Linked DNA regions of Sus scrofa: region 1 is linked to region 2. The links are chromatin contacts, called in public HiChIP or PLAC-seq maps. All regions are on one chromosome and are shown on one strand. Each heading gives the region's core, a stretch centred on a gene start, on an enhancer-like site or on the middle of the called end of the contact. The rest is flanking DNA. Distances are from core to core; before and after follow the strand shown. Region 1 overlaps RREB1 (ras-responsive element-binding protein 1). Region 2 has its middle 97 kb from the start of LY86.

Region 1 (3,734 bases), core at 231-2,730, 340 kb before region 2:
AAACTCCTGCGTCTAAATCATTCTAAAGTATCTCTCAAACTTCCCCATCTCTGAAGCAGAGCCTGGTGAATCAACATATGATTAATCTAACCTTTTTGGGCGATGACTCAGGGTCACTACAATGAACAACTATTACACAAGGTGCCTTCGCAAACGACCGTGCCAGCCTCCCCGTTCGGCCCTGCTCCCGCGCCACAAGGCCGCAGTCGGCCATGCTGGGGTTTTTTTAGCTGAAATCTGTACTGCGGGCGTGTGGACCCACATGCAGTCATAAGCAGTAACACGGAAGGCTCCTCGGCTCTCTTAGCCCGGGGTCCCCGGGGGGGAAACAGCCACGCCGTGGGACTCTTCCCGCTCATGCCTGACATTCTCTCTTGCTGCTCTCAGTGCGTCTCCTTCCGACGGCTGTTCTCCAGCCACACGCGCCCCCCCTCCGCCCGCCCCTCACCAATTCTGACCCCTAATTTCTTGTTGAAAACGGGAGACGAGGTGGTCAGGGCCATACCTACAGGGAGAATGATGGAGCTCTAGTGTGGGCCTGAAAGGACCATCGTGAGTCAAGGGTAGAAGCGACTTCCCATACCCGACTGGCTTCTGAAGCTTGATTTTGCTGCCCTCCCCGCCAACACACACACACACCCCCTGCTGGTTCTCTGTCACTCACATGCTAAATATTCGGGACCTGAGAATGCCAAATAAGTGACCTCCACCTAAGTGATATACGACTTTTGAGTCAACCGAATACTAGCTAAGCAAGCGCTGTTTCCATAACTGGTAGCTGGTACTCCGGCAGTACCCGAGCTCTTACTCTGAACATTATCTACCAAGCACTGTTAACAGCTTGCGATGAAATACACAGCCTGAAAAAAGAAAAAAAAAAAAAAAAAAAAAAGTCCATTTCTTTTTTCTGGACTCTCTGATATTTTAAAGGAAGTAGGAAGTTTTAACTTTGTACTACTTGGAACAATTCAGTTACGTAAGTTAAAGACATAAGGTTTTTAAAAAGATAAAGCGCATAATGAACGTGCTTTAGAGACTTCAGTAAATAAGAAAACTGTCACTTTGTTCTTCAGCTGCATTAGGAACTTCTCACACAAAGAGGCTTGATGGAGGCAGACAGAAAGGGGCTTATCAGCTTAAGAAACGGGAAGGATGGTACAATTAGCTGTCACACAGTCAGATATAATTCAGAACTCGGACGAGGCCAGGGAAAGAAAACCCGGCAAGGAAGGTGCCCATCTGCTCTTTCCCTAACACCCACATACATCCCAGCGGGGCACACCACCTTTTCTCCAGGGTTATTGATACATGCGGCCTGAGAAGAAACGCAACAGCCTGTGGAGGCAGGAGGAGAGGAAGGAAAATAAGAGACGGAAAAGGAAGAAGTCTCTTATCTGAACCACAAGTGCCTCCCGCTGCTCACTCCAACAAGCTGAAGTGCTAGATCCTAGGTATTTGGGTGGGAGGGACCAACTGACCCAGCCCTGCCAAGTGCAAAAGGGCCGCCCCCGGTTCTGCGGAAAGCTGACGCCCTAGCCGGGCACAGCACAGCGAAGGTGAAGTGGCTTGGGGGGAGGCTCGGGAGGGTGTGGGGACGTGGGGTGCGAGAAAGCAGCTTCTCCACCGGCCCCCACAGTATCTGCTGCCCTCACAGTGCGAAAAGATGCTCCAAACCCAAGCAGCTGAGGACAGGGGACCATGAAATGCGAAACGTGTGTGGGGTGAAGGAGCCGAAGAAAAACAGGGGTTTGATTCTAAAACAGATGTACCAAGAGAATCCAGTCTCCTCACGGGACAAGATGGTTTCCTGAGCTTTCGCAGGGCCAGACACACTGGGATCAGAAACATGTTTCGAGCAGCGTGAAGACGGAAAGAAAAAAGGCCCCTCTCCCTCCTCCCTCCAAAAGTGAAAAAAGACAGCGCGGGCCACACACCAGAAATAGCCGAGGCAGCTTCTAAGCGCCAGGATCTGTGCATCAGGAGCGGCTCCCCTGCAGCGCGTGTTATAGCGAGCTCCAGCCTGACTATATATGGTATGTTTACGGAGGCTCAGACACAAACACCACGCAGAACTGATGGCAGACCAGGCCTGGCTCTTAGAGAGCTCGGCTTCTCCGCGTTTACGGCCACGAGATAGCCCCTACGTCCAAGAAGACTCCGGAGGCTTCCAGAAGCATCCTCTCACACTCACTGGCAGGGACTCCCCCTCGCTGCCCTCCACGTCCCCATCCCGACCTCGCCACCCCCACCCCCCGCCGTCCTCCCCCCAGGCCGTCCACCCCGCAGGCCCACAGAGGCATAAATGCACACTCAAGAATGTCTCTTTGAATGGGGCCTATGTTACATGACCAAGGGCACAGACCTGGGTTTCTCCAGAAACAGCTGGCAAGGCTGAGGCCTCTCAGCACAGCCTCCTCTTTGCCACAAAGTATTTTCATCACATCAAATGTCTTGCCCAGAGAGGGAAAGCCAGACACTGAAGTGGGGAGGGGGAGGGGAGCAGGGCTAATGGGAAGATGTTTGAACGTCCTGGGAGAGGAGCAGGGGGTCGGAGGAGGAAGGAGAGAGAAGGAAAGGGGGGAGAGGAGCAGAGGGGGAGGCTGCCCCACTGGCTTTAACAGTCTTGCCCAACCTGTTCTGCGGTGCGCTGGCTCGGTTAACTCCTTTCTGGCAAACGGATGCACACAGCAAGCCTTTCTTCTTCTTTCTGCCACAGCCCGGCTGCAGATGAAGGCCGACGTGAAGGCCTTAAATCCCAAAGAAAAGGGCTAAAGCCATGCCTGACTGGACTTGAACCCATCATCGGTACCAGGCAGTGGGAGACCTTCACTGGCGGCCCGCAGGCCGCCTGCTCTACCACCCTCCCAGGCCCCTGCACCTCCCGACTCCCCCCTGGCAAAGAGGGAAATGGAGGTTGGGTGCTGCCAACAGCTAAGTGGAGGTGAGGGTGAGTGAGGCCCAGTTTTCAGCCACTGGAACTAAGCACTCTGCCAGAAGGCAGCGAAAGTTGGTTTTCCTTCTTGTTGCTTTCTGCTTGACGTGAGGCATTTATGGGGTTAACAGAGAGCTGCAGACCAGAATTTACCTGCTTAGCAACAGAAGCATCAACTAAGCCACATTGGTTGTTTTGACACAGGAAAAGCAGTTTCTACCTGGTGAAAATACCTGGTGATGTTTCAGTTGCCACTTCAAGCAACACACATATTAATCACAGGAGAAGGGCCGTCAGGAGACCACGGAAAAGGGAGAACAGTCCAAAGAGCTGCCCCTGCTCAGAGGTGCAGACCACGAGCGAGCATGGAATCGCTGGACCAAGGAAGGAACACGTGCTCTAAAAGTTAGGAGCAGACTCCAGGTGGAGAAACAGCTCCTGGAAACCCCAAAACCTGGGGTGACCTTCCCCTTAACTGGTCTGCAGCTGCTTAGTCAGTCTTTTTACCTCGACCTTCAAGCCTCTTCACAAAGAGACAGATTTGAAAAGGAAAGCACGTCATCTCACAAATGATTAGACCTTCTTCTTCTTTTTTTTTTTTTGTCTTTTTGCCATTTCTTGAGCTGCTCCCTCGGCATATGGAGGTTCCCGGGATAGGGGTCTAATCGGAGCTGTAGCCATCGGCCTACACCACAGTCACAGCAACTCGGGATCTGAGCCGTGTCTGCGACCGACACCACAGCTCACGGCAACGCCGGATCCTTAACCCACTGAGCAAGGCCAGGGAGCGAATCCACAACCT
Region 2 (4,101 bases), core at 1,303-3,802:
CTCCGCGGCAGTTAAAAACCAAACATAACCTGTTCTTCTTAGTCCTGCCTGGGCCCCTCGTAACCATCATTCTTTGACTGTCTTTGGCCTCGGGGATTCCGAATCCCCTTGTTCAGTTCATTTCTTCTAGAATACAGAGAAGTCTCCAAATGCCGATGCCATGGGGAAATCAGTCACCATCTGGACAACGTCGGAGCAGGCTGCCCCGTTGTTCTGTGCAGCACACCTCTGCCCTCAGGATGGCCTGGCAGGGAGCAGGCAGCGGGAACCCCGGGCCTCACAACGCCCACATCCAGCAGCAAGAGGCCAGGGCAGGCGTCCCCGTCTCCCCCTTCCCACTTATACTCTGGGTTCCCACACACTGCAGAGGGCGACAGGCGGGCACTTAGACCAGAGCAGGGTAGTCAAAGGGGCCAAAGACTTGGCCGGAAGAGAGCGCAGGGGATGCTGGACTTTAAGACCCGTTCAGGAGATAGAAGTCGAAGCCTCTGGCCAAGACAAGAATGACCAGACCGTATCATCGCCCCACTGGCTCATTGTCTCACTGTAATGTCCCCTCCGCCACCTGGAGCAGCCTGTCCCCCCTTCCTACCCCTGCTGGGAAGGGAGTTTCCTGGCGGCTCAGTGGGTTGAGGATTCAGTGTTGTCACCGCTGTGGCTCCATTAGATCCCCGACCTGGGAACTTCCGCAGGCCATGGGCGTGGTCCCCAAAATGCGAAGGACCCAGAAGCCACGTGGCTCTCACATGTGGCTCCTCCCTCAGCCCCATCTGTTTAATGAGAGGCTGACCGCTGGTGCTCTGGCCCAAAGCTGCAGAGGCGTCAAGGGGCTGAGGGATCCTTGGGAGTTCCCAGCGCTCTGGTCTGTGGCGCCTCCTGCTCTTTTTCCTCCGTGGTCCCTACGTGTCTCAGGCGGACGCAGCAGATGGAGTCTCTAACTCTGCTGAGTGTGCTGGGTGTTGGGTCAGAGGCTGCTGCGGGGCAACAGTCCCAGTCTTGGGACGTGGAAAACATGATGCCTTAAGCTGAGAACTGGAGGCTTGTCTCTGAAAAGAGAAAGAGCCCATTCCTGGGAGATGGCTTGACCTTTTTAGTGACCGCCCGCTGTGGGGACCACCTCCTGGTCACAGGGCGCCGCTGGCTTCCCAGGTTCGGCTGGTGCACCAGCTCCGGATTCCACGCAGCTGCCCACTCTGCTCCGGCGGTGGGCTTGTCCCCAAAGAGGGACGCTGGCTCAGCCTTTTCTAGACTCCGAGGGCTGCTCGCCCCAGGGAATTAATGGCTGTCTTTTGAAAATGGTTTTCCTTTCTTCTTTCTCACCTCATTATTTTATTTACTTTCAACCATATGCAAAATGTCTTTCTGAAAGAAGACAAAGCCCAGAATCCAGGGATCTGTTTTCAGCAGAGTGGGTTCCCCCCACCCCGCCCCGGTCACTCCCATGTGCTCTGCTTCATCTCTCCCGAGATGCACGCAAGCCCTGTGTGTCACAGGTGGCGGCTGGGGGCAACCAGGCAGGGCAGGAAGTGGCAGACAGAGGATGCTTCCCTGCTGCTGTGCAGCTGTTTGCAAACCACCTCCCCAGGCCGGCCTCCTGCAGCTGGACCTGGTGGCGTGCAGTTATGCAGCACTGCGCTGCTACAGACAGATGCCAGGACCCGTGCAAACTCCCCAGAGCACACGCCGCAATGAACAGGAGAAGCCCTTCCTTCCCTCCGCACCCAGGTCCTGGCGTTGCTTGCTGACCCAGCACATCCACATTAGCTGCATCTTCATGACAGCGTTTTCAGACAGGGGTGGGTGTCACGGGTGCTTTCATTAAGCTGATCTCAGCATGTCGTTGTCCCCGGTCCTGCATGAGGCCCAGGGCTTCCTCTGCGGGCGCAGGATGGCCATTGATTCCTCCAAGAGGCAGTGAGGAAGTTAACAACGCGGAAGGTCACCGCTCAGCCTTCCTGCCCCATCTCCTCGCCCTGCTGGCTCTATTTTTATTTGGAGAGACAGCACAATGCTTTGGTGGAGGGTGAGGGCCTGGGAGAGTCATTTTCAGGGGGAAGAGGTGGGGATGCTGGCCCAAGAAAAACGTGATGCTCTACCTGCTTTTGTTGATCTGGGCTCTTTCTATTGTGGCTCAAACAGTTGGAAGCTCAGAACCCCTTAGGAGGAACCGGTTTGCTTTAATGGTGTAAAACTGGACCCGCAACAACCCGCCCCCTGTCTGGTCTGGGTTGGAGGCCAAGCCAGCTGTAAAAGACGATCTGTGGGGGGGATAACTGCGATGCCACAGCCCCTGGTGGCCTTGGAATGGCGCTGGTCCAGTCCTGGCTCTTGCACGCTCGGTGGCTGTGCACTTCTGCACGCCTCGCAGCATCTCCCGGAAAGAAAACACACTCGGCCGCCAGGTCTGGCCTGTCTCTCCTTTCAAGTCGTTTCCAGGCCTCTGCTTTGGCGCCCTTTCGCTCCCTGCCGCCCACCGCTGCCCGGGTGTGCACAGCCCCGGGACACACACGCTCTGGTGCGTTTCCCCAGGAGGCTGTGTGGGCGGGGCTGGCCAGGCGTTTCCTCTGCGACGTCCCTGCTGCCCTCAAGCCCCAGATCCCTCTTCTTGGCCCTTCGCTCATTTCCCAACAGAGTTCCAAACTTAGAACTAAATTCAGATCAGCAAAGAGCATGCGTGAGGGAGGGGCTATGCTAATCAGGCTGGAGCCCCAGACCCGGAGCCCGACCCCATTGGTTGTCGGGGCGGCCCTTCCCCCACTCCCTGGCTGCCCCCCCCCATCTGGGTGAGCTGGGACCGCAAAGGGCCTGGTCCTGTGTCTTTCAACACTCTCACCACAGTTATCACAACCCAGAAGAGTTCGGATGGCCCCACAGCGCCTGCCTGCTGTGGGCACGGGGGGGGGGGGGGGGGAATGGAAGAACCTGTGCCCCCAGGAGGTGGTACAAGTTGAAGACATAGTTAGGTTCCCGATAAAGGTTCAGACTGATGCACACGTGACCAGTTTACAGGATTTTCACAGGGATCCAGCAATTACCAGTGTGTAAGCCTCTGCTGGGTGGGTAACAGGGGATGAAGGATAGAGCGGGCGGGACGAACTGGGTATTACTGGGACCAATATGGAAAATTCTGGAAAAAAGCATCCCTTGACCATTCTGCCTCTCTGGGCGCAGGCCTCCGGAGGGCCTCTCTTACTGTCCTGGGTCTTGCAGCTGGCCTGTCCCGTTCCTCTCTCCCCTTTGACCATCTTTGTGCCACCCGATCCAGCCTCACACACACTTTTTCTACCTCACGGATCTCCAGTTTTCTTCTGCCGCTAACAGTTTTTCTTCTCTCACGGGCTGTGCCTGAGCCAGTGTGGACCATTGCTAAAGCTCAGCGGGACGAAGGAAGAAGCAGCCATGGGGTTATGCCCTTCCACGCCGCCGTGCCCCCCGCGTGCCCAGCTGCCTCCCCTCGCACGTGCTTGAGAAGCAGCTGCTGAGGAGGGAGGCGGAGGGCTGGCCAGGGCGGGGGCCCTGCTTCCACTCTGGGGTCTGGGGACCTCTGCTTGCCAGTTCTCGTGACATAAGTGGTGACAGACCCCGGCATTTCGATGCCACTCTGTGAGAAGATTTATAGTGTTTTCTGGGATGAATCATAGCTCACCGTGTTTCTTCGTCATGTAGCTACAGAAGCTGGATTTTTTTTTCTTTAATATTCATGAACAAGGTTTGAAGGGTTTTTGTCTTTTGTTTACCCCTCTTTTTAGGGCCAAATCTGCAGCATATGGAGGTTCCCAGGCTAAGGGTAAAATCGGAGCTGTAGCTGCTGGTCTACACCACAGCCGCAGCAAGGTAGGATCGAGCCACATCTGGGACCTACACCACAGCTCAGGGCACTGCTGGATCCTTCACCCACCGAATGAGGTCAGGGATCCAACCAGCCTCCTCAAGGATACTAGTCAGGTTCGTAACCTCAGAGCCGCAATGGGAATTCCTGATTTGAGGGCTCTGTTTGTTTTGTTTTCGGAAACAAGTAAGAATGGGTGATTTTAAAAATATACGTATGAGGCATTTTGAGGAGTCCTCCATACCCAGACTAAGACATTTAGGTGTTAAGGG

The links. HiChIP or PLAC-seq counts read pairs in DNA pulled down with a chosen protein or histone mark.
Region 1: a contact with region 2 is called in an H3K27ac HiChIP or PLAC-seq map of alveolar macrophages. The contact joins two enhancer-like sites. A contact is called at or near these places in 2 of 2 datasets of contacts at active chromatin or transcription factors (alveolar macrophages and skeletal muscle).

What each region holds. Positions count from the first base shown.
Region 1 is chr7:4,546,602-4,550,335 of Sscrofa11.1, reverse strand. The region is part of intron 1 of RREB1 (ras-responsive element-binding protein 1); the gene reads right to left. Among named protein-coding and RNA genes, the nearest start is that of RREB1, 36 kb to the right of the region's middle. Within about 2 kb of position 1,480, at least 37 of the 83 cell types and tissues checked have an H3K27ac peak or open chromatin away from gene starts, as enhancers often do. A contact at or near this core is called in alveolar macrophages and skeletal muscle, where this site is marked.
Region 2 is chr7:4,202,837-4,206,937 of Sscrofa11.1, reverse strand. No RefSeq gene overlaps it. Among named protein-coding and RNA genes, the nearest start is that of LY86, 97 kb to the right of the region's middle. Within about 2 kb of position 2,552, at least 34 of the 83 cell types and tissues checked have an H3K27ac peak or open chromatin away from gene starts, as enhancers often do. A contact at or near this core is called in alveolar macrophages and skeletal muscle, where this site is marked.